Linked DNA regions of Mus musculus: all the other regions are linked to region 1. Evidence: chromatin contacts called from public HiCAR-type and promoter capture Hi-C data. All regions are on one chromosome and are shown on one strand. Each heading gives the region's core, a stretch centred on a gene start, on an enhancer-like site or on the middle of the called end of the contact. The rest is flanking DNA. Distances are from core to core; before and after follow the strand shown.

Evidence for each region. Promoter capture Hi-C pulls out the DNA fragments that hold promoters and counts their contacts. HiCAR-type assays count read pairs that join an accessible place to other places.
Region 2: a contact with region 1 is called in a promoter capture Hi-C map of pre-B cells, with 7 times the contacts expected there. The contact joins the promoter of Ifna1 here to the promoter of Acer2 in region 1. A contact is called at or near these places in 2 of 39 promoter capture datasets (hippocampal neurons and pre-B cells), 1 of 484 Hi-C or Micro-C datasets (CD4 T cells) and 1 of 115 datasets of contacts at active chromatin or transcription factors (acute myeloid leukemia).
Region 3: a contact with region 1 is called in a promoter capture Hi-C map of neural stem cells. The contact joins the promoter of Ifnb1 here to the promoter of Acer2 in region 1. A contact is called at or near these places in 3 of 39 promoter capture datasets (cranial neural crest, liver and neural stem cells).
Region 4: a contact with region 1 is called in a HiCAR-type map of astrocytes, with 6 times the contacts expected there. The contact joins the promoter of Hacd4 here to the promoter of Acer2 in region 1. A contact is called at or near these places in 1 of 39 promoter capture datasets (hippocampal neurons) and 1 of 115 datasets of contacts at active chromatin or transcription factors (astrocytes).
Region 5: a contact with region 1 is called in a promoter capture Hi-C map of hippocampal neurons, with 6 times the contacts expected there. The contact joins the enhancer-like site here to the promoter of Acer2 in region 1. A contact is called at or near these places in 9 of 39 promoter capture datasets (the 3T3-L1 cell line, cranial neural crest, embryonic stem cells and 5 more) and 1 of 484 Hi-C or Micro-C datasets (embryonic stem cells).
Region 6: a promoter capture Hi-C map of hippocampal neurons shows a contact between it and region 1, with 5 times the contacts expected there. The contact joins the promoter of Focad here to the promoter of Acer2 in region 1. A contact is called at or near these places in 4 of 39 promoter capture datasets (embryonic stem cells, hippocampal neurons, liver and 1 more), 1 of 484 Hi-C or Micro-C datasets (muscle stem cells) and 2 of 115 datasets of contacts at active chromatin or transcription factors (astrocytes and cardiomyocytes).

Annotation. Positions count from the first base shown.
Region 1 is chr4:86,871,797-86,876,916 of GRCm38.p6, reverse strand. Acer2 (alkaline ceramidase 2) reads right to left here and starts at 2,503. Exons shown (of 6, transcript NM_139306.3): 1 at 2,321-2,503. The coding sequence starts at 2,428.
Region 2 is chr4:88,848,128-88,853,247 of GRCm38.p6, reverse strand. Ifna1 (interferon alpha 1) reads right to left here and starts at 3,161. Exons shown (of 1, transcript NM_010502.2): 1 at 2,592-3,161. The coding sequence starts at 3,161. The coding sequence ends at 2,592.
Region 3 is chr4:88,520,203-88,525,322 of GRCm38.p6, reverse strand. It overlaps Ifnb1 (interferon beta 1, fibroblast), which reads left to right and starts at 2,529. Exons shown (of 1, transcript NM_010510.1): 1 at 2,529-3,298. The coding sequence starts at 2,549. The coding sequence ends at 3,097.
Region 4 is chr4:88,435,906-88,441,025 of GRCm38.p6, reverse strand. It overlaps Hacd4 (3-hydroxyacyl-CoA dehydratase 4), which reads left to right and starts at 2,111. Exons shown (of 7, transcript NM_025760.5): 1 at 2,111-2,193; 2 at 3,463-3,566. The coding sequence starts at 2,156.
Region 5 is chr4:88,342,445-88,347,564 of GRCm38.p6, reverse strand. Focad (focadhesin) reads right to left here. Exons shown (of 44, transcript NM_001081184.1): 27 at 2,748-2,986. Among named protein-coding and RNA genes, the nearest start is that of Hacd4, 94 kb to the left of the region's middle. Within about 2 kb of position 2,919, at least 17 of the 459 cell types and tissues checked have an H3K27ac peak or open chromatin away from gene starts, as enhancers often do. A contact at or near this core is called in hippocampal neurons, where this site is marked.
Region 6 is chr4:88,092,313-88,097,432 of GRCm38.p6, reverse strand. It overlaps Focad (focadhesin), which reads right to left and starts at 2,803. Exons shown (of 44, transcript NM_001081184.1): 1 at 2,758-2,803.

The DNA of each region.
Region 1 (5,120 bases), core at 1,254-3,753:
CTGAAATCCCAGTGTTATGGCTCTTGGTGCCTTTGAGGGCAGTATGGGCTACATACTACATACATACAAAGTGAGTTCAGGTCCAGCCTGGAAGATAAGGAGACCCTGTCGTCAATGAGATGAGCAAGGTTGTGCATGCCTTTAATCTTAGCACTCTGGAGGCAGAGGCAGGCAGACCTCTGTGAATTCGAGGCCAGCCTGGTCTACATAGTGAGAGCCAGGCCAGCCAGAGATACATGGTGTGAGACCCTGTCTCAAAACAAATTAGCAAATGAATAATGAAACCTGCTATCTGTTATGAGGACTCTAGGAGATGTGTATCATCAACAACTCATTGACCTTCTCTGAGCATAAGAGAGAAAGGCCCAGGAAAGTTCTGTAGTAGCATCAGCAGGTCTGCAGAGCCACAGTGAGAGGAAACGGGTTTGGGGGGGCTTATGCTCACCACCCAGCTGACAGGCTATTTCTCTGTGACCCTCCTCCATATTCCAGAGAAAATGTGGTGGCTTATTAATCCCAAAGAAAAAGTTTACCAGGTAGATGGGCTAGCTCAAGCAGCCACAAACACTACGGCTCTTTTACACAGCAGAGTTTTGTGCTCGGTGCACACAGTTCCAGTGGGATTAAACTGAAACAAAGAGGCAGCCAGATGCACAGGCTGTTTGAAAAGCCAAGATAGGAGGACCTCAAGTTTAATCCCAGCCTGGGCTAGACAGGAAGACCCTTGTCAGAAAGAGAAAAGTTAAGAGGAGGCGGTAGAAGGGAGGGGAACGAGGATGAGGGAAGAAGGAAAGGGAAAGAATATTCTCCCTGGGGGCTTTTCAAGGCTGGCTCAGAGCAACTATGCATGAGCTTTGGGGGACTTTATGACTGGGGCTAACCCTGGCTGAGAGCTCTCACACTCCACAGGAGAGTGCCAGGGGGTGAATGATCCAGCCTGTCATTCCTTGACTCTAGTGAAACCTTTAGCGTTTCTCAGCGGTTCTCCACTTGATACTGCTGGTGGATCTTCTCAGCTACCCCAGCTGCCCTGCTCCGGCCTCTTCTGATGGTGCCTGTCTATGTAGAGAGCATCATAAATACCCCACCAGGTTGGATAATAGGGAACATGTGGCCACTTTCACTAACTAGATCTTTCCCTATGTCTCTGAATGTCAAAGGTCTGGTTTCATTGAGCAACTAAGAAGTGGGTGTGGAGGAAAAGCCCTGGATAAGGCACGGTGGAGAATTCTGGGTCAGTCGCAGACATAGCAGCACATGGGCATGACAGCTCACTGCTCAATAGCCTAGTAATACGAACAAAAACGGGAGTTGGGGGATCAAAAGTAAAGGACAGGGGCATAAAAGGGACTAGGGGTCTATCCAGGCAATAATGCTTGATTCTTGCTGAGAACATTCTTTCCAGAAATCCGAAAGGGGAAAAAAAAAATCCTAAATAGCAATCTCAAACTCACAATGACTCAAAGAGTTCCTGTTTTCTCTGTTTGAACAGCAAAAAAAGATAAGCCAGAAAAATGACCATGCAAAGTCACATTGGATACCAGAGTCCTGAGGGATGGATGGGTTCAGGGGGAAAAAGCAGAAACATTTCCTCTCCTAGGGACAATCCTTCCCTCTCGCAAAGAACAAAATCCCAGGAATTCTGTAAATTTCTGCTTGTCCATATCTAGGGACCTAGGCAAGTCCAGAAAACCCACAGCTATCACTCCTAGACTTCACAGTCACCACTAGGAGCTGGCTCAAAACTGGACTCTAAAAGCAACAAGAAAAAGAACTCATAGGAAGTTACTTGATTCTGGACGAAAATAATTAGATCAACATTGTCATAGTTTAGTGAAAAGGACTTGCCGATTTGTGAGAGTGGACCCAGCCCTGGACATGTCCAGGGCTCCCCTTTCCTAGGGAGCCCAAAACAGGTACTCAGAGGAAAAAAAAAAAAAAAAAAAAAAAAAAACGCACAATGAGACCCAGGTGCGTCACGCCACAAAGATCCTAGGCAGAAAAAAGGGAGCTGCCCCTGTGAGCTCACGTCCCTAAATGACCCAAACTGGAAAAAATGGGTTGATGCGGACCCTTGGATCCCGGAGCACAGGAGCCAAACAAGACAATAGAGCCATAAAGAAGAAAATGACAGGAAGAGCTGGAGGAGCTCTGGAAAGGGACCGGAGAGGAGTGCAGAAATGGAGCTGGAAGAAGCGCCCGGAGAAGGGGGCGTGGAGTGAATCTGCCACGGACGTCCACGGTTGCTTCCAGGCGCCACAGACACGGGGATAGCTCCCTCCCTCCGCCCACCTGCCCCGCCGCTCCCCGCGTCCCGCACCGTGTTGTAGAACTCGGCAATGGCAGGCACGATAGTGTAGTTGTCCTCGCACCAATCCACCTCCGAACTGCCAGCCCGCAGGTGGTCCCACCAGTGCGGGGCGCCCATGGCCGCTCTGGAGCATCGGAGCAGCTTCTCTGCAGCGGCGACCGGCCCGAGCGGCTGCGAGGCACACTGTGCGTCTGTGGCTTTATGCGGTGCGGGACAGCCTCCGGATACGGCGCCTCCCCGCGGCCCTCCCAAGCCGGGCTGTGCCCGCCTGCCACCGCCGGGACACTCACGCCCCAGCCCCGCCCCCCGGAGTCCCGGAGCACGGCGGCCACGCCCACCCGGGGCGGGACCTGACAGGCTTGGGGAACCCCCAAGGGTAGGACCGGGGCTGGGGTGGAAGTCGGGACTCTCCGGTTCCACCGTGGTTGGTGGCAAAGGTCTTCGGAGTCGCTCTTGTCCGCGTGCGTCCAGGTTGTGTAAAGAACGCCAAAACGGCCCCTACCCTTTGTAAAAATGTAAAGTACGGAAAAACGCACAGAGACCCGGACCTCTTTGGACTCCGGGGTAGTTCGCAGCAATTTTCTTCACTGCACTAGGGACACCAATTCTCACGCCTAAGGAATATTCTTGTTCCTCTTGAAGGCAGAACAGCTTTACCAGACCCAATTCGTTGCTGGCTAGGATAAAAAGATTCTCAAGGCTGTAGCAACAGGTTCTCTGGACCCTGCCAAGCATCCTGGGCCACCCACACCAGGAGAGCATTTCTGTAGTACTGAATGTTTAGTCATTTATGGGTAACATAAGACTTGGGGAAACCTTCGGCCATCCCAACCCACAGAAGATGCAGGTAAGAACACACAAGTACAGAACGTAATACATACATAGTTGTATATAGTACATATAGTATTATGAGCTGGGCACTGTTGAGAGAGTGTTCGTTCATATGTCACTCATTAGGTGTCCCCGGTGGCATCCTGGGTAGCGGGTTCTGTTAACCTTTCTACCTTTCTCTTCCTCAGACACCCACACAGCCATTGTCTCCACGGCTGGCAGAAGCTGCCAGTCTCCACCTCCTGTTTACGAAATCCAGCTTTATTCCTTACAGGCCAAACCACTCCTGTGACCTCATTATCCCACCTTCTGTCCCCTCTCCCTTCTCTAGAGCCGGTTCTACTGAAGGTCTTCTGGAACCCAAGAAGAAGAACATAGACTGTGACCTCCTTCTAGGGTCAGTTACAGGCTAGCAGGAGTGAGCAGGCCAGAGCCACAAACGAAAAATGCACTATAAGGGCTCCCTGCACAGTAATGGCTCCCCCACTGTTGTATATTCAACACCAGCTGGTCCAGCAGAACTGCTTTCTCATGTGATCATATTTTTCTCCTCCCGATAGCTTAGGCAAAAATAAGCTGGGTGTAGTGGCACAAGCTTGTAATCCTGGAAAGAAAAACTATCCATTATCTATCTATCCAATATGATATAAAACAGTTACTGTGTATGGCAATTTTCTGAATTTGTGGTCCACGTGATCAAAATGTTTCTTGTTAGTACTGTAACATTATTTATCATTTGCAACATTTTTATTTTTGATTTTTTTTTGAAACAGGGTTTCATGCAAGCCAGGCTGGCCCCCAAAGTGTTAGAATTTATAGGCACATACCATCACATCCAGGTTCTCTCTCTCTCTCTCTGTCTCTCTCTCTCCCTCTCCCTCTCCCTCTCCCTCTCCCTCTCCCTCTCCCTCTCCCTCTCCCTCTCCCTCTCCCTCTCCCTCTCCCTCTCTCTCATCAGTGTGTATTGTAGCATTCCAAAGGCTGCAGTGTGATATATGACACCTAATAGAATTTACACATTCATAGGCATTAGATATGCCAGTTTAAATTCCTAGTATTGTAAAAATGTTGATGATAGACCCATATAAATAAAGGGTATTCAGGGTCCTCAGTACTTTTTAAAAAGACTGAGTCCTGTGGAAAGGTGTCTGTATGAGTGTGCGCGGTACTCATAGAGAATGCTATACAAGTCTATTCATGCAGAGAGAGTCTAAAAGCAGCTGCCAGGTATAGCCTCTCTCACTCTCTGCCTTTACCTTTTAGACAAGGATTCTTCCTGAACTTTGAGTCTGCATTTCCTCAACTAGGCTGGCAGCCAGTGAACCCCGGGACTGATCCTGCTTCAGTTCTCCTTGGAGCTGGGTTACAGCCATGCACCGATGCATGACTGTACATGTAGCAGTGTCTTACATGAGTTCTGGGATCTGAATTCTGCTCTTCCCAATTGCCTGGCAGCAACTCTTTACCACTGATTCATCTCTTTCCAGCCCCTAGTGTCCTCAATATTTTTAATTTTTTGTTTATTTTTATGTGTATGGGTGTTTTGTTTGCCTACATGTTTGCCTGTTCACTACATGTGTGCAGTAGCCATAGAGACCAGAAGAGGGCATTGGGACCCTGGAGCTGGAGTTATAGATGGTTATGAACTGCCATGTGGGTGCTGGGAATTGAACCTAAATCCTTTGGAAGAGCAGCCAGTGCTTTTAACCACTGAGTCATCTCTCCAGCACTCTACTGGAGCACATATTGTCAGAAACAATTCAGGTTTTAAATCAAAGTCCTTCACTGTCAGAGAGAATAAGCTCTTTTATCTTCTTGGTTCTTATGTAGGGTCTCTGGCTAGATTTAGGATTCCAATCAATACAAAACTGATTGGTTGACAAGAGAAAAACATAAAAGTTTTGTTAATTTCACATGTGCCTAGGAGTCTTCACAAGGGTGAAGCCTGAAGAAATGCTCAAAGAATGATATTTTTGTA
Region 2 (5,120 bases), core at 1,912-4,411, 2.0 Mb before region 1:
AAACAACTCAGATGTCCCTTAACAGAGGAATGGATACAGAAAATGTGGTATATTCACACAATGGAATACTACTCAACTATTAAAAACAATGACTTCATGAAACTCACAGGCAATAGATGGAACTAGGTAACCTAGTCACAAAAGAACACACATGGTTTGTACTCACTGATAAATGGATATTAACCAAAAAGCTTGAAATACTCACGATATAACTCACAGATCATATGAAGCTCAAGAAGAAAGAATACGAAAGTGTGGATGCGTCAGCCCTACTTAGAAGGGGAGCAAAATAATCATGGGAGGTAGAGGGGGGGAGGCACCTGGGAGGGAGAGAGGAGGGGAAGGAAAAGGGGGGACAGGATCTGGTGTGGGAGGAGACAGGTGGAGAAATTCAGAGGGTCAGGAAATTGAACAGAGGTATATAACAGTAGAGGTGGGGGTAACTGAGGGTAGACATTAGAAAACCCCAGATGCCAGGGAAGCAAGAGGTCTAAAGGAAATGCAGGGACAAAGAGTGAAGCAGAGACTGAAGGAAAGGCCATCCAGAGACTGTCGCACCTAGAGATCCATCTCATCTGCAGATACCAAATCTTGACACTATTGTTGATGCTAAGAAGTGCTTGCTGACAGGAGCCTGATATAGCTGTGCCTTGATAGCCTCTGCCAGATCCTGACCAATACAGATGTGGATCTTGCAGACTGAGCACAAGGACCCCAGTGGAGGAGTTAAGGGAAGGACTGAAAGAGCTGAAAGGGTTGCAATCCCATAGGAAGAAAACAATATCAACCAACCAGACCCCTCCCCAAGCTCCAGTGGACTAAATCACCTACCAAAGAGTACATATGGAGGGTCCCATGGCTTCAGCTGTATATGTAGCAGAGGATTGTCTTGTCTGGCATCAATGGGAGGAGAGGCTCTTGGTCCCGTGGAGACTCAATGTCTCAGCATAGGGGGATGCTAGGGCAGTGAGGCAGGATTGGGGGGGGGCACCCTCATAGAAGCAGGGTGGAGGGGGGATAGGATAGGAGGGTTGTGGAAGGGAAACCAGGAAGGGGGACAACATTTGAAATATAAATAAATAAAAAATAGATAAAATAATTTTTAAAAGAAGGCAAAACATGAAATTGGGAGATTACACTGGAGTCCTAAAGGATACATTTTATACGTAAATCAAATCTTTGTTTAGATTTGCCCCAAATGTTATTTCTCGAAGCTCTTATGACTTGGTTTGACTCCAGATTTCTTCTCAGGATATATGTCATTTGTCACCGTATAGGCAGGATAGATAGTTATTACAAGTGTGCTGTATTTTCATACTCTGTATATGACTTCACTGATATTTGTTCTTGTAATTATTTAACACTGCTGTGAATTGAGAGTAGACTAATGGGGAACAGGGTCAGGGAACAGAGACACTGCTAACGTGTGGAGAATCCCTTTCAAAGCACAGTAAGTCACAGGAAGGGAATCTAGCCAGTCTGAGCATGGAAAACTGGCATGACCAGGGTTCTGACAGACCTTGCCCTTCTCCCCTAATCCCTCTGCCTTGCTATTAAGCATTAGATGGGAGTTGTTAAGCTAGCTGTCAAGGGGCTATTTACATATTTGCCCAATTAATTCACCTAAGCATGACTACCAAGGTCTAGCTATTAAAGTACTGAAAACCAGCAAACAAAGGCCTCCTTGTGGTTCCCCCAATTAAGCTGTACAATATCAAACACCTCATCCTAACAGAGGTTTCCCTCCTTTTACTTTTATTAATTGCCATCTGCCTATGGGCCATGTTTGCTTCCTCTCTATCCAGAGGGAGTCCTTTGTGCTCCCACCCCCAGGACAGTATCTCTTCCCCTTCTTCCTTCTTCCCTTCCCCTTCTCCCTAGTCCTCTATCGCCTGTCCTTGTCTTATTCTTGGTCCTTTGTCTTTCCAGGTCAGGTAAATGACCTTTGTGCTAAGAACATGGTTGTGGAGTGTCTTGTAGAAATACCGATCCCTTTACACAGTTTGACAGGAGCAAGATCTTATGCCTGATCCCTGAACAGTGTGTTGTCTGGGCATTCAGAAGAATACAATACACAGGAGAAAAGAAAAGACGTAGGAATTAACCATGAATGGATGAGAAATAAATCTAATCGCCTGAACACTATGCAATGTCATATGTAACTACAATACTTGGAAGCTTGATTATGTATATAATTTCTTTACTGAAAAATACCAGTATACACAACATAAAATTTTAAAATAATTAAAGAATGAACAAATAAAACAAGTTACATTTAGTAATAATTTATAAAAAACATAACTTTACCAAATTATGCTGCAATATATGTTACATCACACAGATAGTTAAATAAGTGAATAAATAAACACAAATAAATAAATAAATAAATACATACAAGCATACATACATACATGCATACATACATGTATACATAGAACTGAATTGAAAGAGAACAAGTGCCTTTACAGAAATATTTAGGCAAATTGTTTGAATTCCTGCCAAAATGAATGACAGTTTTGAGATGACAGAGATATGAGCAGAGAGGTACAGTGTTCTAGTCTGGAAGAGTCCTCTACACTTTGGCTCAGGACTCATTTCTCTTCTCTCAGTCTTCCCAGCACATTGGCAGAGGAAGACAGGGCTCTCCAGACTTCTGCTCTGACCACCTCCCAGGCACAGGGGCTGTGTTTCTTCTCTCTCAGGTACACAGTGATCCTGTGGAAGTATTTCCTCACAGCCAGCAGGGCATCTTCCTGGGTCAGGGGAAATTCCTGCACCCCCACCTGCTGCATCAGACAGCCTTGCAGGTCATTGAGCTGCTGGTGGAGGTCATTGCAGAATGAGTCTAGGAGGGTTGTATTCCATGCAGCAGATGAGTCCTTTGATGTGAAGATGTTCAGGATCTGCTGGGTCAGCTCACTCAGGACAGGGATGGCTTGAGCCTTCTTGATCTGCTGGGCATCCACCTTCTCCTGCGGGAATCCAAAGTCCTTCCTGTCCTTCAGGCAGGAGAGAGGGGAGAGTCTCCTCATTTGTACCAGGAGTGTCAAGGCTCTCTTGTTCCTGAGGTTATGAGTCTGAGGAAGGTCACATCCTAGAGAGCAGGTTGGCCAGTAGCTCAGCACCGCCAGGACCATCAGGAAAGCACAGAGCCTAGCCATGGTGAGTGTTGCCAAAGCTTCTGGTCTTCTGGACTGTTTGGTCCTGATCCTTCCCCTCTAGGTTCTCTGAAGACCATCCTGGGTGAATGTGTCTTAAATAGGGCAAACACTGGTTTTTACTTTCTGAATGCCCTTCCATCACTTTCCACTTGTCTTTTCACTTTCTTTAACTCATTCTCTGCTTGCGTCTGGGTGTTTTCTAAACCATTGTGGTTTTCATTATTGCTTCCTCTTTCACTGGTCCTCATCAAAAGCTTTCTTACATTTCTTTTCCTAATTTGAATTTTCATTAACTGTTACAGTACTGATAAACTGTCCTTACTTGAAATTTACATATTTAGTATAAATCAAAGTTTTCTGTAAAATAGTCTACAAACATTAACCAAATTGATTTTATAATTAATTATTATTTTATTTATATTGCTTACAGAGTATTTAAATCATAATACAAGGTATGGTTGCATGTTTCTCTCAATTAATATACATTGAAGCAAAGGGATACTTTAAAAGTTCCCAATATTTAAAGTCCTAAAATTGGTTTTTTGAGTTACCTTCATTAAAAGTAACATAAATTTATATGAAGCTTGATTTAATAATCACTGTACATTAGTTATTTATCTGATAATTTTAGTGCCATCAGGAGGATGCAGGGTGCACAAAGCTTGCTATTAAACTCAATGAGCTGAGTGTGAACCCACAGTTGCATTAGAGAACCAGTGCATGTACAAGAGCCGTGATCACAACATTCACAACATTACAGGTTTGTGCATTCTCTCTCTCTCTCTCTCTCTCTCTCTCTCTCTCTCTCTCTCTCTCCCTTTCTCACTCTTTCTCTCTTCCCCCTCTCTTTCTCTCTCTCTCTCATTCACACACACATACAATCACACAGAATTACACATTCACACAAACACTCATTTGTGACAAAGGCACCTCATGTGGGTTGTTACCCTCTACCTGCATTCTTCTTTGACACACTGAATTCTTTCAGTTTAAGATTTCTTCTCTGTGGTTATAGCACCTTTTCCCTGATTTTTCTCTTTCATTGCATGGAATGTTGTTCTGATTTTATTTGTTATATTTATACATAGTCTTTTAGCTACCTGTGTCTCTGACTATCGCTTTCAAATCTTTTTCAAGCAATTCAAAACTTTGCTCTTTCTCTCAGAAATCTACCAGGATCTTGCACATTCTTGGTTCTAAAGCACCTGACAAAAGAAATCCCAGTTGATTTATACTCCTAACAGACCAGTATTTGCTCCACAGTGTCTGCTTGGAGATCCTCATTTTTTTTTTCCATTTCTCTTGGTGTCATTTCACAGGATTGAAAATCCAGCAGAACTGGTCATAATGTTTTGTGCCCATCTCAATAAACTGAAGAATCAGAAACTCTGCCTTATTTCATTTCCTGAAGCAAACAGCAAAATCTCCCTTTTTTTACAAGTTAAATATCAGTGTCATTATTTGTCATCTATCTTTTGTGAATCTCACTGTAGTTCATAATTTTTCAGACACAAATATTGTAAATTTTGGAGACTTATTTAATAATTAAAATAGGCAGTAGGGGAGATAGCTGAATCAGGAAAGCCCTTGCAGTAAATGAAGAAATAGCTGATTGGTTTCTGAGAAGTCATGTAAAGGCCGAAGGAGGAGTACATGCCTATAACCCTGACTCTGTGGAAGAGGAACAGACCTGTACCTGGAATACTGTACTAGTCAGTGTTTTCCAGAGCACTTGAATTTATAGAATTTCTATCTGTTACTCTCTCTATATATATGTATATATATGAAACACGCACGTGTGTGCGTATTGTGTGTGTGGTATTATAATGACTTACAGGATAGGGTCTAACCAATTCAGAAAATGTCTGCCTATGAGCATAAGTTCAAAGAATCCAGTAATTGTTCACTAGGGTGGATTTCTTAGCTGGCATTCACTATGTGCCAGATTCCAACACCATT
Region 3 (5,120 bases), core at 1,280-3,779, 1.6 Mb before region 1:
AATCCCCTATCCTCTCTCCCCTCCTCCTGCTCTCCAACCCACCCACTCCTGCTTCCTGGCCCAGGCATTCCCCTATACTGGAGCATAGAACCTTCACAGGACCAAGGGCTTCTCTTCTCATTGATAACTGACTAGGCCATCCTCAGCTACATATGCAGCTAGAGCCACAAGTCCCTCTGTGTGTTTTCTTTGATTGGTGGTTTAGTCCCAGGGAGCTCTGGGGTTACTGGTTAGTTCATATTGTTGTTCCTCTTAGGGGGCTGCAAACTCCTTCAGCTCCTTGGGTACTTTCTATGGCAGTGTTTTCTAAATTGAGGTTCCTGTCTCTCAGATAGCTTATGTCAAGTTGACATGAAACTATTCTGCACAGATGGCCTCAGGCTTACTCTGTAGCCCAGACTGACTTTGGTCTTGCAATCTTCCTGCCTCAGTCTCTCAGGAACTGAGACTATAAGTCTGTGCCTTCATGGCCAGCTTATTTGGGCTTTCTTACTCAACTTAGCTTATACTAAGTTGTTGAAAATCTCATGAGCAAGAATCCCAGAAAACAAATCAGAAGTTATGTTCATCTTTCTGATCCAGCCTCCAAAATCATCATTGGTTCTTAAATATAAAAATCTGCCCAGACCTAAGAGGAGACACAGACACTCCCACACACCTTTCAGTGGGTGAACCTAAAGTCATGCAGAATAAGAATTCTGTTTCAGCTGGTTTTGAAAAACAAAATCTTTGTACTTCAAATGTTTGAATAAATTTATGACTCGAGTTGACGGCACCCTAGAGCTTTTATTACTCTGTTCCCTTTGCAGATATGGTTAATGAAAATGGTAACCTTGGCCAATGATGTGGTTCAGCAGATTTCGGGATACTACATGATCAAAGAAGAGAACAGACTTCTATACATTGTCTTCTTACCTCCTATCTGCCCACTGTGGCACTCACACCCATCATTCCTGCCCCCACCAAATAAATGTACATTTAAAATTATAAAATAAAAATTCCTACGTCATTTTTTGTTTAACTTACATTTTTATAAACCCACTAACAGCAGACAGGTCTCATCTTTATCAGTCCCTCAAGGTTCTCTTCCTGGCGTCTGGCTAGTTTTAATTTTTCTGTGGGGAACCCCCTGGAGAGGGCAGAGAATGATGTTTTCCATTCTTTATCACCAGCATGGTTCTGACACTGGCCTTTCCCTGGCTTTCTTGGTGGCTTTGCTATACTGAAATGTATAATTTGTCCACAGTCACATTATCAGTATTTCCTACTATGCCTTGGAATTCATGTATTGATAAAATAGAACACCCTTCTTCCAATGTCATTTTTCACATTCCTTTATTTGGTCATTTGACCTTCTAATCCACTGCATATGTTTTATGTATCTTATAATATTGAACAAATCTCACTTTGCCCTTAGTCAATATGTAATAATGTTTATGTATTGTTGGATTTTAGCTGTGATATATGTTTCAAAAGATTCAAGGTTTTTCTCCAATGGAGATTTCTCCCAAAGAACTCATTTTTGTGACTGTGAATAATTTAACAAAACCTATTGTTTTGTTTTGTTTTTTAAAGTTTCTTTTTTACTTCATTTCTAGAGTTTCCGACTCTGGTTTTTACTATTCTAAATAATTATTTAATACGCTAAGCTCTTGCATGAGAGCACTGCAGCTGTGATCTGAGTTATATGCACAAGATCCTGGAATATTTTCATTATCCTGGAGACACTGTGTTACTAATAACTCTGTATTTGTTCCTGCCAGTACTTACTCTCTCCTGTGGCCCCTCATTGTCCTTGCTCCTTTAGAAGTGGCCCAAGTTGGTTTTTCTCACTTCTCAGAGCTCCCTCTTCTGTTGCTTTGGTGAAGTGCTGGGAAACTTGGCTGCTTCTCTCTCTGTTACCCACTCACAACCCTTCCTTCCCTGGTCTCTTGTTTTGACACTGCTCAAACTGGACCCCCACTTTAAGCAGTTTCTCCAGGATGTGGGGTTCTCTCCCAAAGGGAGCTATGGCCCATTGATGTGCCATTTCTCTTATAGTACACTATTGTAAGCCCCCTGGGAGCTCACAGAGACCCTCTCCCACCATCCCACTATTTCAAAGGGCAGCAGCTGTGCCATCCTTTCAGGATGAGCAGCTACTCTGCCTGGCTTTTCAGTGGACACTTTGGCTGTTTGAGAGTTCTTTTATCTTCAGGGCTGTCTCCTTTCTGTTCTTCTCTCCTGGATATTTCTCTTCCTTTGCTCCAGCAATTGGTGAAACTGTACAAGATTTTATAAATCCTTAGTTTGTATATATTTTAACCCAGTACATAGCATATAAAATAGCCAGGAGCTTGAATAAAATGAATATTAGAAGCTGTTAGAATAAGAGAAAATGACAGAGGAAAACTGAAAGGGAGAACTGAAAGTGGGAAATTCCTCTGAGGCAGAAAGGACCATCCCTTATAAATAGCACAGGCCATGAAGGAAGATCATTCTCACTGCAGCCTTTGACAGCCTTTGCCTCATCTTGCAGGTAGCAGCCGACACCAGCCTGGCTTCCATCATGAACAACAGGTGGATCCTCCACGCTGCGTTCCTGCTGTGCTTCTCCACCACAGCCCTCTCCATCAACTATAAGCAGCTCCAGCTCCAAGAAAGGACGAACATTCGGAAATGTCAGGAGCTCCTGGAGCAGCTGAATGGAAAGATCAACCTCACCTACAGGGCGGACTTCAAGATCCCTATGGAGATGACGGAGAAGATGCAGAAGAGTTACACTGCCTTTGCCATCCAAGAGATGCTCCAGAATGTCTTTCTTGTCTTCAGAAACAATTTCTCCAGCACTGGGTGGAATGAGACTATTGTTGTACGTCTCCTGGATGAACTCCACCAGCAGACAGTGTTTCTGAAGACAGTACTAGAGGAAAAGCAAGAGGAAAGATTGACGTGGGAGATGTCCTCAACTGCTCTCCACTTGAAGAGCTATTACTGGAGGGTGCAAAGGTACCTTAAACTCATGAAGTACAACAGCTACGCCTGGATGGTGGTCCGAGCAGAGATCTTCAGGAACTTTCTCATCATTCGAAGACTTACCAGAAACTTCCAAAACTGAAGACCTGTCAGTTGATGCCTCAGAATGAGTGGTGGTTGCAGGCAACCTTTAAGCATCAGAGGCGGACTCTGGGACTGGTAGTGAATCTACTGCATTTGAAAGGTCAAAGGAAAACAGAGTTTTTATTAATTTATAATTTAAATTATTTTCTACTTTTTATTTAAACTTTTTAACCTCAGAAAATAAAATATTTATAATACAAAAAGTCAACACGACAATTTAATTTCTACTGGTTTCTATAGCCATCTATGTTAATAATTGCTGGACACTTCTTATAAAGGGTTCTTTGTAAAGTACTCCTTTAAAAAAAGTAGTATAGTTTCTGGCTCCTGCCTTTGAGGAACTTAAAATCAAAAGGAAGACACATGCAATACACAAGGTAAGAGATAATGGGAAATCTAAAGCATCTAGGGAAATGACTGTGGCATCACCTGCTATGGGATTGATAAAGGAAGCAGCAAGCAGGTGGCTCTAAAGCCAGAACCTGGGGTACCTTCTGCTTCTCCTCTATTGCTGGGGCTCTGTGCTTATAAAGTTACAGCCTGCCTGGGCATTTAGGGTGGCCAGACAGAGGAATGTATCACCTCTTTTATTTACCCCAAAACCTTTGCCATCAGGGAAATGATCTGCTCCAGGTTTAGTGAATGTGTATGTGCTTCTAAGCCTACAGATGAGGAGCCCCTAAGCACCCCGATCCTTACTAAATGCCTTTATCTTGCTCCTCATGATCCCCTGGGGAAGCTGAGGGTGTCTGTCCCTTCTTCACTTCACATCTGCATCATCTTGTTCTTCATCCACCTCTCAGAATTATCTGCTCCTGGCCCCTCAACTTGGTTCACACAGAATCCTGGGTTTATCCTTCTGGCTTCCATCTTTTCTGCAACTCTCAGAGCCAAATCCGAGATAGATGATCAAATTAAACCTGGTCCCTAAGTGGGAAGCAAGAAAGTATATACAAAAGGGGCATTCAGGAGAGACAGAAAACACCAATGTCTCCAACAACTGTCCTGAGAAAAATCAAAACTTTTAAGGAATTCTTCTGGTACCTTGCCAGCATGTGCCAACTGGCTAGATTTTTGTCCCTGTACCTAATCCTTAAGAGCTTGGGTTTTTATGACTCCTACTACCACATGTGACAACTATGACTTAAGATATTCTAATAAAATGGACACTGTTCAGAGCAGCTCTGGACACAATTGATTTAATCCCCTTCACATATACTTCTTGGGTGGAAATAATTCTGCTACTTCATGTTCCAGGGCAGGCAGGAAACTAAGTGTCAAAAAGATCTAGTAATCACTCTAAGTTCTTATTACTAATAAGTGGAGGGTTTCCAGAGGGAGTGCAATGTGAAAAAAATCATGGAGGTTATTACTGGGTTGAGGCATTTTTTCTGAGAGCATTACAAAACTTTGAGTGCTTCATCTAGAAGAGTGAGTCCTTAATAGAAGAATTCTGGCAGGGGACAAGCTACTATTGCGCTGACAGCATGGGGTGAAACTAAGAAGCGTCATCACAAGGAGCCTGCACCCTTGGGCCCAAAACAATGAAGTGTCCTGGAAAACACAGTTCTCATCTTCTGCAACTTCTTACCTCAGCCCTCGCAGGAGCTCTTCTTCAGCAGCTCTTCTTCTCCCTTCTGCCTGGGAGTCAAGTACAAGTTCAGCCTATAGAAATGCATAGGCTAGCAGTGTCTAGAACAGCCAAGAGAACAATGCAGACAACTCAGCAATGGGTGTATTTTTCTGTCTTCTCTGGGGCCATACAGATAAAGTGGGAGGAAGCTATTTAAAATATGGATCTGGTTGAGCTTACTAGCTATTCAGAATGCCAAAAGTATGCCCATCACCAGTGGAGAATAAGTGAAAAATCCCCCAAAGAGCAAAATGCTTCCCAAAAGAACCCAAACACGGAGGGTGTCATCTGTGTATGCTTACGCAGGAAACTGGGCATGGAAGCTATGGTAAGGTAACGTTAGCTTAGTTGGCATCAGAAACACTCATAAGGATAATATCAAGAAACA
Region 4 (5,120 bases), core at 862-3,361, 1.6 Mb before region 1:
TTGCTCTAACTGATAAGACTGTATTGGGTGGGGATACTTTGCAATGATGCCAGAGTTTTAAACCTAAGTAGCTCTGAGAATGGTGACTTCGCTGTAGAAAAGTAGGCAGTGATCTAAGAAGGAAGGCGGTAAGCTCATTTGAAACAGTTTTAACTGGAAATAATGAAACTCTCACAAAGCAATACCCAGAAACCGTCCCAAGGCCAGAGCTAGTATTCAGAAGAGAGTCGGAAAGGCTTCGAAGAGATGGAGCTGTGCACGGTGATTGTCTCTGCAGAAGAGCTGACCTAGGGCCTACCTCTGAGGAAGCAGAGGGAGGATGCTGTGCAGAGAGGCAGGGCATGGGAGTCATAGCCATATGCAGAGTTGGAGAAGTGAAGGGAGGGCAGGAGAAGGATGAAGAAGAGTTTGCTGATAAAGGACCTCTTCTCGGGCAGACACCCTGTCCTCCCAGCTCCAGTCTGTCCAGAACCCCTGGCTTCTGCTGGGTTTGGGCACAGATGGCTTTGGAAATAGTTTCTTGTCTATGTGTTGTTTGCTCTTAAGCTCACAGATTCACGTCCTATAATTGAAGCCCGAGGGACAGTAGAAAGGACTTGGGGAACCCTGAGAGTAGTTTCGGGAGTGTTGGGAGTCCAAACTGTAAGGTACATGGAGCAAAAGGGTGATAGGAAATGAGATAGGGCCCTGGATGTTGATGGCAGATGACAAAGGTTTGAGGGGGGTGTTTAAAAGAGGGGTTCTAAACTCTGGGGTTAGAGATCTGAAAATGCACCCCCTTCCCTCCACCCCTCCAGATAGGGTCTCCCTCTGTACTCAGGGTGCCTGGAACTCACTGTGTAGCCCAGGCTGATGCTGAAGGCGGAATCAGCTCCCCACCTCGGCTTCTAGAGTGCTGGGGTTACGGGTGTGAACGACCACGTGACATGAATTTGTTCCTACACTGCCATGAAGGCCAGTGTACAGGAGACAATGGAGACAGTTGAGAGGACAGTGCAGCCTCTGCCAAGGGGCTTGAGAAGGAACGGAGGCTACAGAGGAGCTGGCCCCTGGTGGGGGGCGGGGAGACACGGAACAGTGGGACATCTAAGAGGCAGACTCTGTGACAGCTATGAGGAAGGAAACCATGACCCAAGAAGAAAAATTGCTGACTGTAACTTCTAACCCTGCTGTTTATCAGCTGTGTGACCTGTGGTGAGTGACAATATTTCTTAAGGCCTCAACTTCCTTTTTGGTAAGATGGAAGCACTACCTTCCAACTCCAGCAACTATATGTAACTGTTCCACTTGTGGGTTTTGGGGGAGTTTTTTTCTTTTCTTTTTTTTTTCTTTATTTTTTCCCATTTCTTCTTTTTCTTTTTTGGTGGTGGCGGTGGTTTTTTTTTTTTTTTTTTTTTTTTTGGGAAAATACTTTGGGGAGCTGTTTTGTTCTCTTCACCTGGTAGAACAGAATAATTGGAATCTGATCTTCACGAACCCAGGAGGTGGGTCACTCTGTCTAGGAGATGGGATGCCATTGTCCCAAGAAACCAGGAAAAGATGTGTGGGAGTGTTGGCCATGGGCAGCGACATTAACTTAAGCGAATAACATTAACTTAATGACATTAAACATTAAATAAATGACATTAACTTAAATGAACAAAAGCATTTATGCACACCACTGCCACCCAGGTCTCTAAGTGTCAGGGATGGATTTCTGGAGGGCTCTGGCTCATGTTTGAACAGATATTGGGCCATTTGCCCTTAGCTTTCCTTCCTGAACCGTTCTCCTACCTTAGGGCTTCTAAGAAAGGCCCTGGCCACCCTGAGGATCATGCAACCTTAGAGCTAGTTATATCCAGTTAAGAGTATAGGCAGGTGAACTTAGGGGTCTCCAGCCACAGATCAGTAGCCTGGGATCAGTTTGGAAAGCCTCGGGCGGATGTGCTTGTTCATCCCGCATACTTTCTATGCCTGGCCAGCTCTCCTAGGGCAGCATGGCAGGAATTTGACTTTCATCTCCTGCCCATCTCCTGACCTCTGCTTTTTTTCAAAACTTGCTGAGTGTGTTGAGGCCCCGCCCTTCCCGAGCCCAGCCTGAGGCGTCCCGCCCCTACCGCTTTCCCAGCCCACTCCTGCTGCTTCCCGGAGGTGCCAGAGGAGCAGACTGTGGCCCATGGGGCCCTCGGTGCTGCCAGCCTGGCTGCAGCCCAGGTAGGATTAGGGGGCTGCGGGGAGGGAGGGGCCAGGGAACTGGGCAGAAGCCCACCCATCGGCTTTCACTCCCGCGAAGCTCCTGACTGTTTAACACTGCTCCTTCTGCCTGGTAGTGGATTGCATTTTCTCCTCCATAGCTCAGGACAGAGGCTTTGCTGTTTCCTTCGGTTTTTTAGTTTTGGAGATGAGGAAATGGAAGGGTGGGCTGCAAGGCCACCTCTTCTCTTTGTGCGCTCCCACAAGTTCTTCTCTTCCTTGTCCTTGCTGCGCCCTAGATTTTGGCACAGGGTGATTTTGACAGCATCCTGTAGCAGCAGCATCTGTCACAGGCCAGATTCCAGGGAAACTAGGGCCTGGGGGGAGTGCTTACCTGAAGCCTGGTGATGCTGATTGGCTTGCAGTTTTCCCCTTTTAACCCCTATAGCAGTTTTGGTCATCTGTTGACTGCTCCATAGAGTTTGCTTATATATCTTGTTTCTCAGAAGTTTCCAACTAAGAGAAGTCATTGTTAACACTAACAAGGCCACTCTACACATCCTTGTGCACACCGGGAAGCCCTTCACCTCCTTTTCCAGCTCCTCAAACCAAGAATCACCAATCTTCTTTTTTAAATTCAGTTTACACCCTGGCTGTCCTCTCCCCAGGAACCCACACACACACACAGCTTTACACTCAGCTTGACTTCCTTTTTTTTTTTTTGGCTGAGCAACTAAACTGCTTTCTATGTGCATTTGATGGAGAGAACTAGCTTCCCTTGTAAAATACAACAGGAGGCAGGGCCAGGAAGAACGAGAGTGCAACCCCAATCACAAAAGTCAGGTGTGTTCAATGACTGAGTCATAATCCAATTGTGACCACTCCCCTTTGATAACTGTAAGCCAGCTCTTTCAAGTTAATTTGGCAAGCTGAGCTACTGGAGTTCAAGCTGCCCAAATCAGTCCCTTTGCGTCAGTGTTTCTTCCCTGTCCCCTTCAACTTTCAAAGCTTTTCTCATAGTGGCTGAAAGTGTTAGAGAAACAAGGTTAGAATGTTATCAAAGATGAGAATGAAGTGTGGAAAAGAACTACCTTTGGTTTTAAGCAATCTCAGTCAACATACTCTTGTTAGATAAATTCATCCCATCGGACTCTCATGGGTTTGGAGGGACAACCCAGTGAAAGACCCCAATATAGAACTCTGACCTGGAACAGTTTTCTTTTGCTTGCTCAGTTTGACTGGTACATTACATTAAAAGATGTGTTTAATGGCATTTTTCTGTATTTATAGGTATAGGAAGAATGTATATCTTTTCATCTATTACTTAATTCAGTTCTGTGGCCACTCATGGATACTGGCAAATATGACAGTCAGATTCTTCTCATTTGGGAAAGGTAAACACTCCTAAATGGTTTCGATTTCTAACTATTATCCCTGGATTCATCTGGCCTCACTGATTTTCATTTTGAACTTCTTGCATCCTGCATCTGGAACCATTCACGTCTCTGGAGTTTGTTTTTCCATAAGTATACTTAACTATTTCAGACTTAAAGGGAGAAGATGAGACCAGGCGAGAGGGGCCTGTCTTGCCCCAGAGCTGCCAGTTTGCTCTGAAAGCAAAAACCTATCTTTGGAATGTTCCATTTTGGTTCTGCACAAAACTCATAAATTAAACACATTTTGAAAAGTCTGTAAGTTCCAGCCTGACATTCTGTGCAGAGCAATGAGAAATTAATAAAATTCCTCCACTGCGTACTCATCCCCAGACTTAGGGTAGCTGGAGATGGCCAGTAACTGAATGACAGACAAACTTTATGCCCCCAAGACCCTGTTTGATCCCTCAAGAAGTAATACGTACATGACACACACACCGATGACTAGTCACCGACAAGCAGTTGGTATTGATGACTTGAATCATAAGCTTCCTTCAGTTTCCTAAAAAGTCAAGAATTCATGCTTTAAACTATTCACTTCAGATTGTTAAAGAGTGAATCACCAAGTGACTGTCAAAACAACCTTCTCTGAGTCCCATCCCCACATGAGTAAGTGTCATTACAGTTTACAACTGTTTGGTGACTTGACAATTTGAGCAACTGCTGGTTTAGCTAAAAACAAACACGAGCGTAGCTGGAAAAAAAAAACATGCTGAACTCATCAATCAAGTCTCCTGTATCACACTCATCTGTTAGACAGTAACAAACTCTCCTGTGTCTCTCAGTCTTACTGAAAATGTATACAATCTTGCCTTTGTTATTAATCTCAAAGCCAAAGCAGAAGGCTTGAATGTCAACCATGAGAGCTGAGAGTTTTCAACCAGAGGAAGACTGAGACACAAGTGGTAGGAGGCCATCAGCTCTGTAACCTTGTTAGGATAGGCTGTGTGATCAGACTGCAGCTCATTTACACCCCAGGCCCCAGTCAAGAATTCTGATGTGGCCCTAACCCTAGAGTGGGCGAAGTAGCCTTAGCCAAATGTCTTGCCACTATAATTGTAGCAGCTACTGTGATTAGATAAACAGAACTGGTCTGTTCATTGGAAATGAAGCCTGAGAACAATGGAATGGGAGACCGGTTCCATTCCCTAAGCCAGTGTCTCTCAATCTTCCTAATGCTGGGACTCTTTAATATAGTTCCTCATGTTGTGGTGACACCCCCAACCCCACCATCATAAAATTATTTCATTGCTACTTCATAAATGTAATCTTCTAGTTATGAATCCTAATGTAAATATTTGATATGTTGGATATCTGATATATGACCCCCGTGGAAGGTTGTGTGAGCCTGCAAGGGGGTTCTAGCTCACAGGCTGAGAAGCTGCTCTAGGCAATGATTCAAGCTGATCAAGAGCAACAGAGCCTTGAACTTGTGTGACCCCACTATCTTCTTCTGTCAGGACTGTGTAATGGTAGGTACAGGCAGAGGGTAAGAGTATGGACTACTAGTGTGTC
Region 5 (5,120 bases), core at 1,670-4,169, 1.5 Mb before region 1:
TATTCTCATATTGAGATCATATGTATATCCTCTACAGGTTAGGAGCTTTGTGTAATGAACCTTCCTGAATAACCCTAGCTAGGAATTCAAATTCAGGAAAATATAAGTCAGATTAACTGTGATGAGTCTCTTCTAGGAGGGGGAATACTCTGAGAACAATGCAGTGCTGACATCTGTTCTCTTAAGGAGTACTTCACACACCCATCTCAAGCCAATAGCTCTCTTGGTATTTAGCTTTATCTTATATTATTTATATTACTTGTCAGTATTTTACCTGTACGTTTGCTTGCGCACCATGTGTGTGCCTAGTGTCAAGGAAGTGTCAAGGAAGGCAGAAAAGGGACCAGGATCCTCTGGGGCTGGATTTCCAGATGCTGTGAGCTGATATGAGGGTGCTGGGACTCAAACTCCAGCCTTCTGAAAGGGCAGCCAGTGCTCTTAACCACTGAGCTATAGCTCCAGCCCCTATGTTTGATTATATTTTTAAGATTCATTTTACTTTAAATTTTCTGTCTGTGCTTGTTGCCTGTGTAGGAGTGTGTGCACATGATGCCCTTAGATGCTAGAAGAGTGTATTAGAGCCCCTGGAGCTACAGTCAGTTACACTGAGCCACTCAACAAGGTACTAGGTGCCAAAGTCAGGTTGTTTGGAAAAGCAGCAAGCACTCATAACCTCTGAGTCTGCTCTACAGCCCCTAACCTTTATTTTATGGGGGAAAAAAGCAACAACAACAACAACAACAACAAAAAGACAAGTCTGAAAAACTACAACATCTGGTAATATTGTAATTACTAATTAAAACAACTACTGGTAGAAAGAACAAATAGTTCTGATTTATCTGATCTAAAAGAAATGGGCAAGTAGGAACCAGGGATTATTGTATGTTGACCATACTGTCAAGACACAGGTCCCAAGAAAAGAATAGTACTATTAGGCAAAGTTAACATCTACAGGCCAGGCATGGTGGTACACACTTTTAATTCCAGTACTCAGGACTTTGAGGCCAGCCTGGTCTGCACATCAAGTTCTAGGGCAGCCAAGGCTACATAGAGTGACTCTGTCTTAAAAAACAATGAAACAAACCAATCTACCAGTGTTCTCAGTGACTCAGCCACAGATGAGCTTCCTGTGTCCTTGTCCAGGATTCCCTGCAGGTACAAATTCAAGTAAGAGAGACAGGGGTGGAAGGCAACCTGGGAAGGATGATTACATTAAACCCCAATGCAAACCTGATAGTCATAAAGCCACTGCAGCACCTTATTCCAAGTTAATGAAGAAGTGAGCCCAGCTGGGATGGGATGAATCGAGTCGCCTACAGCTGAACTGCCAAGGGCTCGGTTTTAGATGGAGAAACATACGGCTTGAAAGCAAACGGAGGAAGAGCCTGAACACAGATGGTGAGGAGAGCACCATTTGTTGCATAGCAGCAAAGGGGAAAATCACTTTGAAGCCTTAAGCTTTTACAAAACACTTTATGTTCTATCAGACACGGGAGGAATGGAGGCGTCGATTCCCATGCAAGGGGCATATTCTTTGTTCACATCTAGAGCTGGGACTCCATGAATATTCTGGGCATGTCTCATTTTCATTTGCAGATACTATGCCAGTCATTCCACTTGTCTGACAGATGCTTCCAGAAGCTAAAGATGTCCTCTTGAAATATACCATTCCCAAGAGCATTAGCAATCTCCCCCAAAACACAATAGTGTTTGTTCAAGGTAAGCAAATTACAAACACAAACTTAAATTGAGCACTTTAGATGCTGTGTAACATCATTCATTTTATCCACAACACAGTGTTTTCTTTGGGACCACTAAATGCTACCAACTAGGAAGTGTAATACATCTAACAACATAGCTAGATGTTTCTCCCTATATCCTATTTCCCATGTAGGAGGAAGCGGCTGAAGTCCAAGTCACTACCATCAATATCCACAGTAAAGAAATATTCATGTCAGACTGCACTACGATCAACCTGGATGCATAAAATTCTAAGGTTTAATATAAAATACAGGGAAAAGACAAATTATTAACAAAGCTAAGATAGTTTAATTGATGTGTAGAAAACTTGCCCATTTAATGGAATTTTCCACCTGGGTCTTTCATATTCCTTTTGCACCATTCACTGATAATGCTTAGCAGCCGAAAAATGAGCAATCAAACCGAATAAAGCACCCAGCATAATATGCACAGATTAGGACTCTTTAAAGATTACTAACTGTAGTCAGGGCACAGAACAAAGGCAGCATTTAAAGCTGAGCACATGCTGTTCCGGGTGATTCTGTGACTCTCAGCACCTCTCTGCTACATGGGACTCCCCAGTTGTTTCTTCCCAGGTTATGGAGATGTCAATAAAGGAGCAACAATGAGAGGGGGAGGGGGAAGTTCCTCTTTACTTACAGTCCTCTAAGACGGTTCATGCCTATTAATTATACATTTGTACTACTATCTCAGCCTGAGATGATTTTCAAGTAACCAGTCACTTGAATACTAACCCTTAAAGAATACTAATATCCATGTAATATTTTAGGCAGTCAAACTCACCCATATATGAGAATAAGCAATAAATTCAACCATTTCAAAAAGTTTAGCAAGCACATACTGCTCAGATGCAATGTTTAGGTCCCTGCATGTATGTGTGTGTATGTGTGTGTGTATGTGTGTGTATGTGTGTGTGTATCTATATCTATACATCCCATCACCTAAATCACAAAGAGGAAACACAGCAATACTTCAGTCAACTGTACCTGAGCTTCTCTTCACACAAGCGAGAGAGAAACATCCCCAACGCAAGGCCCATGTGGATTTGCACGGCCTGAGATTCATCAGCACTTGGTTTCCCAGGTAACCTGGCAGTCAGCATGTTCAGGATTTCCTCAACCTTCTCTTTGCATGAGATAATGAAAACTGGCACTAGGAGAGACAAAGCCGTGGCGGCAGCAGAGCGCGCAATAGCGCTCGCTGTGTTCTCGCCAGAATAGGACTTCTAGAGCAAGCAAAGAAAGAAATCGGGTTAGCCTCTTGCTTTAAAACACAAAGGGTGCACATCTGTCACATGGGAGCTTCTCCTATACCTGCACATAAAGGAGACTCTCACTGTGACTTTTTGCACACCCAGCTTTCAGTCAATGTGCCCATCTACTACCGAGGAATGTGCTCTGAAATTAAGATGGAATTCTAAGTGCCCATGTTTCAAGGCTGCGGATTCTCTCACTATATAAAGTCAGTTTCAGTGTTTTTAAAAGCCTGCATGCAAATAACAGGAAAGCCAAATGGAAAGCTGCCTGAACATAGATGTGCTACATTACAATTGTTCAGAAAGCTAGGACTCGTCCAGAAAAGAAAAGGGGAAGGGCTGTGGATAAGAGTTAAGTTCACTGCGGAGGAACAGGTGGAAGTTCAGCACAAGGATCTATTGGCACATCTCCCAAATGTTTGTTTGTGGGAACACAACCCAAAGATGGGCTATTTTCTACAGGGGATTAATTCCTTTTACTAAAGAGGGAAGTTGTTGAAATTCTAAAATCTTCTGGTTACAAAGCAATAACCAGCTATTCAAAAGGAAACTGGGGGCTCTACATGTGCCTTCTGATATGCAATTATGGGAAGGAAAATGAACAACAGCCCTAATAAACTGACAGAGCAGCCGAACATGAACAGCATCTGCAAGAGTCCCACGTTAGAGCCCTCTGCCACACATGCTATACATTTCGTAAATGTGCCTCAAGTAGGGAAGAAAGTCTCTCTATCTGCCTCACTGTTATCCACTTGGGATTTCCAGACATGCCATAGAAGCGGCCTTTATTCCCAGCAGTCAAAGCACTGTACGGTGTGTGTTTTAATCCTGTGTGTTGGCTCCCTAAGCCCTAGGGCTTTAAGGATACACATCAAGCATACAGGACATCATACTGTACACTAATACAACATTTTCAAATGGCAATGCTTCTTAAATGGACTCAGCTACGTATGACACGGGAAATAAAGGAAGTGACTTTTGAAATATGTCCTTAAAATATGTAATAATGTAAAAAGAATTAAAGGGGTAAGCAGAAATTCTGAACTGGCCAATAAAGAGTTTGTCTTACTGGTTCATAAGGACTAAGCAGAATGCCTAGGATTCTCATGTAGTGTGTGTCCTGGTGAGTGTCTGACCCACACAGTTACTCTATATACTCCAAAACAATTTAAGCAAATTGTTCCTTTTCTGGAGGATTCTTTCTCTGAACAAAATTTAACTTCCAATTTAGTTTTCCTTTACCTATTTTTTTTTGTTGTTGTTTTTTTGGTTTTTGTTTTGTTTTGTTTTTTTGTCCAAATCTGTAGTTAAAATCTAGCATTGGACCCTAGGCCCCAGATCAATACCTACCTGGTCCACCCAAAGGCAGGGTGAAAAGAAACAAGAGTATTTACAGAGAAGACCATGGGCAATGGACTTGGGACTAAAACCATAATCTTCACAACAGTTGGGGATCTGTGCTACGTTTTCCTTTAAACAACGGCAATCCCCAGCAGCCTGGCTGACTGACCTGTGATCTCTCTTATTTCCTAAGCAATGGATACTTATAGGACAAAACCAAAATAATAACACACCATTGCAGGAGTAAAGTAATTCCACAACCCCAAAGGGAGCATTAGACTGCAACAAGATGCGCATTTCACATTGCTTCAGTTATCATGAAACAGAGGAAGATGTGAGTGGCAATAATTTTTCATGTGACCAACAGGATTACTTGGTATTTACAAAGAATTTCACTGTTTTGAAAATACAATACTTTCACATAACTTAATTTCACCTTCACAGTCTTTGAGTCAGAAAGGCACAGCAGAGGAATTTTACTTTTATTTCATAAACACGGAAAACCAGAATGACAATGGTGAACTGTCAAGTCAATGGTCACAAATCTAAGAGGTGGTATGAGGCATTCATTACAGAGGATGCTGTTATTCTTTTCATTTTATAAACAATGACAAAAAAAAGACCAAATGTATTCCAAGAGCCACTTATCCTACAAATGTAGCCCTTGACCCTGACTATACATAAGAAAAATTTTTCTAGAGCTTTCATATTACTGGTATGTGGCACACATCCTAAACCAACTCAATCAAACCTATAGCCTACA
Region 6 (5,120 bases), core at 1,554-4,053, 1.2 Mb before region 1:
TTATGTAGGCCTAGCTGGCCTGGAGCTCACTTTGTAGACCAGGATGACGTCAAACTCACAAAAAGCACCTGTCTGCCACACAATTACACATGATGCTCATTCTTCTTAAATGCATTTTTGATGTACAATATTACTGACTTACAGTAAGATTTTCTGGCTATAACCTATTCATAAGTTAAGGGGTCTGTATGACCAGAATACTCAGATGCCTAGAGAGACAACTCAGCAGTTAAGGGTACGTAATACTTTTCTAGTGAATTCAAGTTTGGCTCCCAGCACTCACATCAGGTAGCTCACAACTGCCTATAACTCTAAGATCCAAGGAATCTGATGCCTCTGGCTTTCACAGGCATCTGGGCTCATGTAAATACACATGATAGTAATAATAATAATAATAATAATAATAATAATAATAATAATGCATTTTAAGTGCACAAAGTATTTATTTCAGTCCCAGCAAGATATAAACCAGAAAGGGTGGCACTTGCCCTAATTTCAGCCTTGGGTAGACTGAGGCAAGAAAACCATTAGTTCAAGGTCATTCTCATCTATCCAGATAAACAAGCAATAAAACAAATACATGCATACTCTGACTCTGGCTGAATGAATGAAAATATGTTAGCAAAGTGATAAAAAATTACAAATGTCATTGCATTACTCTCAACATTGTGTGACTTGAAACAGATTAAAAATCTTTTTTACACACTTTCAAATTTTGTAATCTAGTGTGTGAAATGAATGGGATCTACATTTTTAAAAAGGTTGAAATAATTTTTATAGAGGAAGCTGACAAACAACACTTGTCCAATTAGCTTAGCAATTCTTATTTACCATGATGGAAATGGTACACATAAATTCTTCTCAATTAATTGCTATTTATAAGTCACAGATTTAAACTATACTTCTAGGGCTAAGCTGTATTTTATCATATGAAAGAGCTCTATACTAATAGTGATTATAATTGATTTACATCTCTAATTAATATTAATTCAACTAACAGTTTATGGACAATGTCAAATATCATGAGGCTCGGAATATCAGAATAATTACCTTTGAAATCATTTTATACTAGAAAAGGGTGATCTCTACTATGTGTAAATACCATTAATCAATTACCATAAGAAAAATCTATCACATCTATACAGGTATTTGTTACCTTGAAGTAACAATTTATTTACTTTTGGATTATTAGGCCTCAATTAGAGCCATCAAGCAATTAAAACCCACCAAATAGTAACATGATACAATTTTAAATTATTTCAATTAAAAAAGAAACAAAAAAAAAAAACTAAGCAAGATATGGAAAACAAAGAAATGTGAACTGTTAATAAGATTAATTTGGTAAGTAAATAATTCAGTTGTTTTGGCTATCACTTATCACCAAAGCAAGTCAAAAGCTTTGAAAACTGCATTCTTGTCCAGTTATCTCTATGGAGTATTTTTATATATAACAAAAAACTTCATGATTATTACACTTCAAAATTTAGATGAGTCATGGTACTTTCTTTGCAGAAACTGGATGTCAATCAAAATTGTAACCATGCACTCACTCGCTTGCTAGTCAAGTGTTTGTGAACAGAAACACTTGTCACTGGAGCATAAAATACACAATCATAAATGACATCATGTGTTTTTTACTTAGTTGGTTCCCAACTGCTAACACCGTTCAGTAAATCTTGAACATTTGTAAATTTTGTAAAATTTGAACATTCCAAAATTACAGAATACTTGTAATCACATCCCTTTACTTTTCCATAGGAAGCACTAGGATCACCCCTCAGGGCCAATGGGCTTTAGGGTTTATTAGAAGGAGAGGGAAAAGCAAAAAACAAAATTAAATAAATAAATAAATAAATAAACCAAAGCAACAAAAAAAAAAAAAAAAAAAAAAAAAAAACCCTTGGAATAAGGTCCAAGAGAGCTTCATCTTTTGCATCTAAATCTAGATCCTAAAAATGAACCACAAAAAAAAAAAAAATCCATCTCAAATCTTGTCAACTCAGACACTAGCACTGGCATATTAAATGCAAGCAAAGGCAGGTACTATCTATCCACCAAGGAACTCATTTTAAAAGTTTGCAATGAATGAGTCAATGACGGTATGATTTCACTGGATCCAAAACTACAAACAAGGGGTCAAGGCACCATGGCTGAAACAAACTGGGATTAAGTCCTACACAACCGCAGGCGCCTGCAACCGCTGAAGCCCCACAGAAAAACTCTTCAGAGCCAGAGACCTGAGTCAGAAAACAGGCTCTGCTCACCCAAGAGCCTTTGCATTAAAGTGGACAAAAACTGCGTCTGAGTCCCGGGGAACTCAGACAGTCACCCCAGGCCAGACAAGAGGACACCAGGATCTCTGGCGCTGCCCCGAACCAGCGACCGGGTTAAGGAGGGGTGACAACCGCAACCTGAGGCAGGTAAGCTAGACAGATCGTGCCAGCCTCTCCGGCTGCCAAGCCCCTCCACTGCCAGCGGGTCCTGGAGCCTTACACCAGGGAACCGCTTGAGGCCAGATCCTCCGGGAGCCGGACGCTTCGCTGGACCAGCAATAGGGGCAGCAGGTCAAATGCCCTGCCCGCCTCACGCGACGCCACGGCCTTGCCGCCACATGCTCCGCCGCGGGCCTGCACCCCAGCCCAAGTGGTCCAGCTTCGGTCGCCCTCGCCCCCGTGACCGCGGCTGCAGCCGGACCCGATGCGGCAACTGCCCACCCGGCTGCCGCCGGTGGACGGTCAGCCACGCCGCATGGCTTACCTCACTTCTGCCACAGGCACAGCCTGCTCCCGTGCCTGACGTGTCCCACGCACCGCCTCCACCGCTCGGAGGCGGGTCCTGTCGGAGACAGCCAATACGAAACCTACTTCAAGAACCAGTCCCGCCTCCTCTGCTGGGATGCCCGCCCCCTCGCGCGCATGCGTGACAAGGCCTTGGCGGCTCACTGCAGTTAGATGTTGAAGTGAAGCTGGGTCCCAGCCCTAGCCACAGCCAGACTTCGCAGGGGTGCAGGCTGATCTTCAGGCTCTGGGATGTGAAAGCAAAGGATCCTGTCTGGAGATGCCACTGCACAGAGCCAGGGAGTCCTGTTGGCAGCTTTAGGAGATGCAGGACAGCTTCTTGATATTTGGAGATTTTGTAAATCCTCGTGACTGGAGTGGGGAGGAGGGGCAGGGGGAGCGGGGTTGGAGTACTCATGATAGCTAGGGTTCAGAGCCAGCTTGCTTCCTGGAGCTGCTGCTCAGTGACTTCATTTCTTCCTGCTGTGCCCTTGCTTCTACTTGTATAGTTGTCAAGGCCCAGGAATTTCTGCTACGGGGGAATTTGATCTAAAGAGAGCTGGCTCAAAGAACTTTACCACGACTATTATTGTTATATAACATTTATTATAGCCAAGCATTTTCTTTAGCGAAATAGGAAGGAATGGTCCCACAGGGGAAGTCTGTGACACCTGGCACAACGCAGCAGAAACGAAAACAACTGCGTTTATAAATAAATAAATAAGTTAAAAGGAATAGAAATCTATTACCTGACTGTTTCTGAAACCCCATGCACTTTTAGAAGCATTAGGACGCTTTAAAAGAAGCCTGGGTACATCTCTAGAGATTCTAATTCTGTGGTAGGAATTTAGCAAGCAGTTTTGTAAGTTAAATTTGCAAGGTCATTATAATATGCTAACAGGAAATTCTTGGTTTCCTATACTTCACCTCAGAACAATAATTACATTCCACACACCATCTCTAGATCTTCCAATAACTTATAATGCATTCATTCTGTAAGAATTTATCTAAATTAATTTTGAACATGTTCCTGTATTCAATCGCTTATATCCTTGGGGACATGGGAGTTCTGTGAGATTTATAATTACCTTTTTGGTTTTATTAGTTTGATGATATTCCCATAAGTTTTCCAACTACACAAGTACAAATTTTAGGAACATTTTAAATTTGTTTCCTTTGTCTATTCCTGTATTTGGTTTTTTGAGACAGGCTCTCATTTTGTAGCAAGCAGTTTTGTAAGTTAAATTTGCAAGGTCATTATAATATGCTTTTTGTAGACAAGACTGGCCTCAAAATCAGAGATCTGCCTGCCTCTGCCCCCCAAGTGCTGGGACTAAAGGCATGGGCCACACCCCTGGCTTATTCCTGTGTTTCTTGAGGCTCACTTGTTCCTAATCGAGCATGTAGTTATGTCTGGTATACTGTTTTAAGTATATCAACTTATTTAATTCACAGACCAAGTTGAATAGTAAAGTTATTACATTTTTTTCAAATAAGGAAACTAAGCACAAAATATGAAACACTTTGACCAAGGCTATTTACCTAGCTGATACATTTGAAACCAGCCATCCTGTTCTCAATAAAGTGTCTGTCTCCAAAACTGATAGTTTAGGATCTTGTGGGGAAATACTTACTCTGAAAGATCTTAGCCCATTTTTGACTCCAATGAGAAAATATCTTACTGAGTGAATATATTACAGATAATAAAAAATGTATCCCTCATTCGATAGGCTAGAAAGTCCCAAGCCAGGAATGAGCAGATTTGTCATCTGGTGTGGGGCTTGCTCTACAGACAATACCTTCTCAGTGCCCTCCTATAGCAGATGGGGTAAAGACTCCCAACACTGTTTTTGTTTCTTTGTATTTTCTCCCTGATGATTCTGAAAGGTCAAACTGTGGGCTTCATGCATTCTAAGTATGTGCTCTATACTCACTAGGACCCTCTCCCCTGCAAACCTTCCTACCCCATATCCTGCTCTTCCTCTTTCCTTGTCACAGTGTCTCACTCCATTGCCCAGGCTCACATCCAAAGTACTATATACTTGAAGTTGACTTTCACTCACCATTCTCTTGCCTCAGCCTCCCAGGTGATGGGGTCACATTGTACCTGTATCAAACTATTCTGATAACGATACTAACCACATCCTTGAGGTTTAGTCATTATGACCTAATCACCTCCAGGGGCATCGTGCCCTCCTCCCTAGCATGCTGGGGATAACCCAAGGCTTTGCATGTGCTAGGCAATTGCTCTACCACTAAGCTATAACCCCAGCTATTAATGCTATTGCATTGGAAATTAGCTTTCAACATAGGCATTGCAAGATGAGCTGGGCAGTGGTGGTG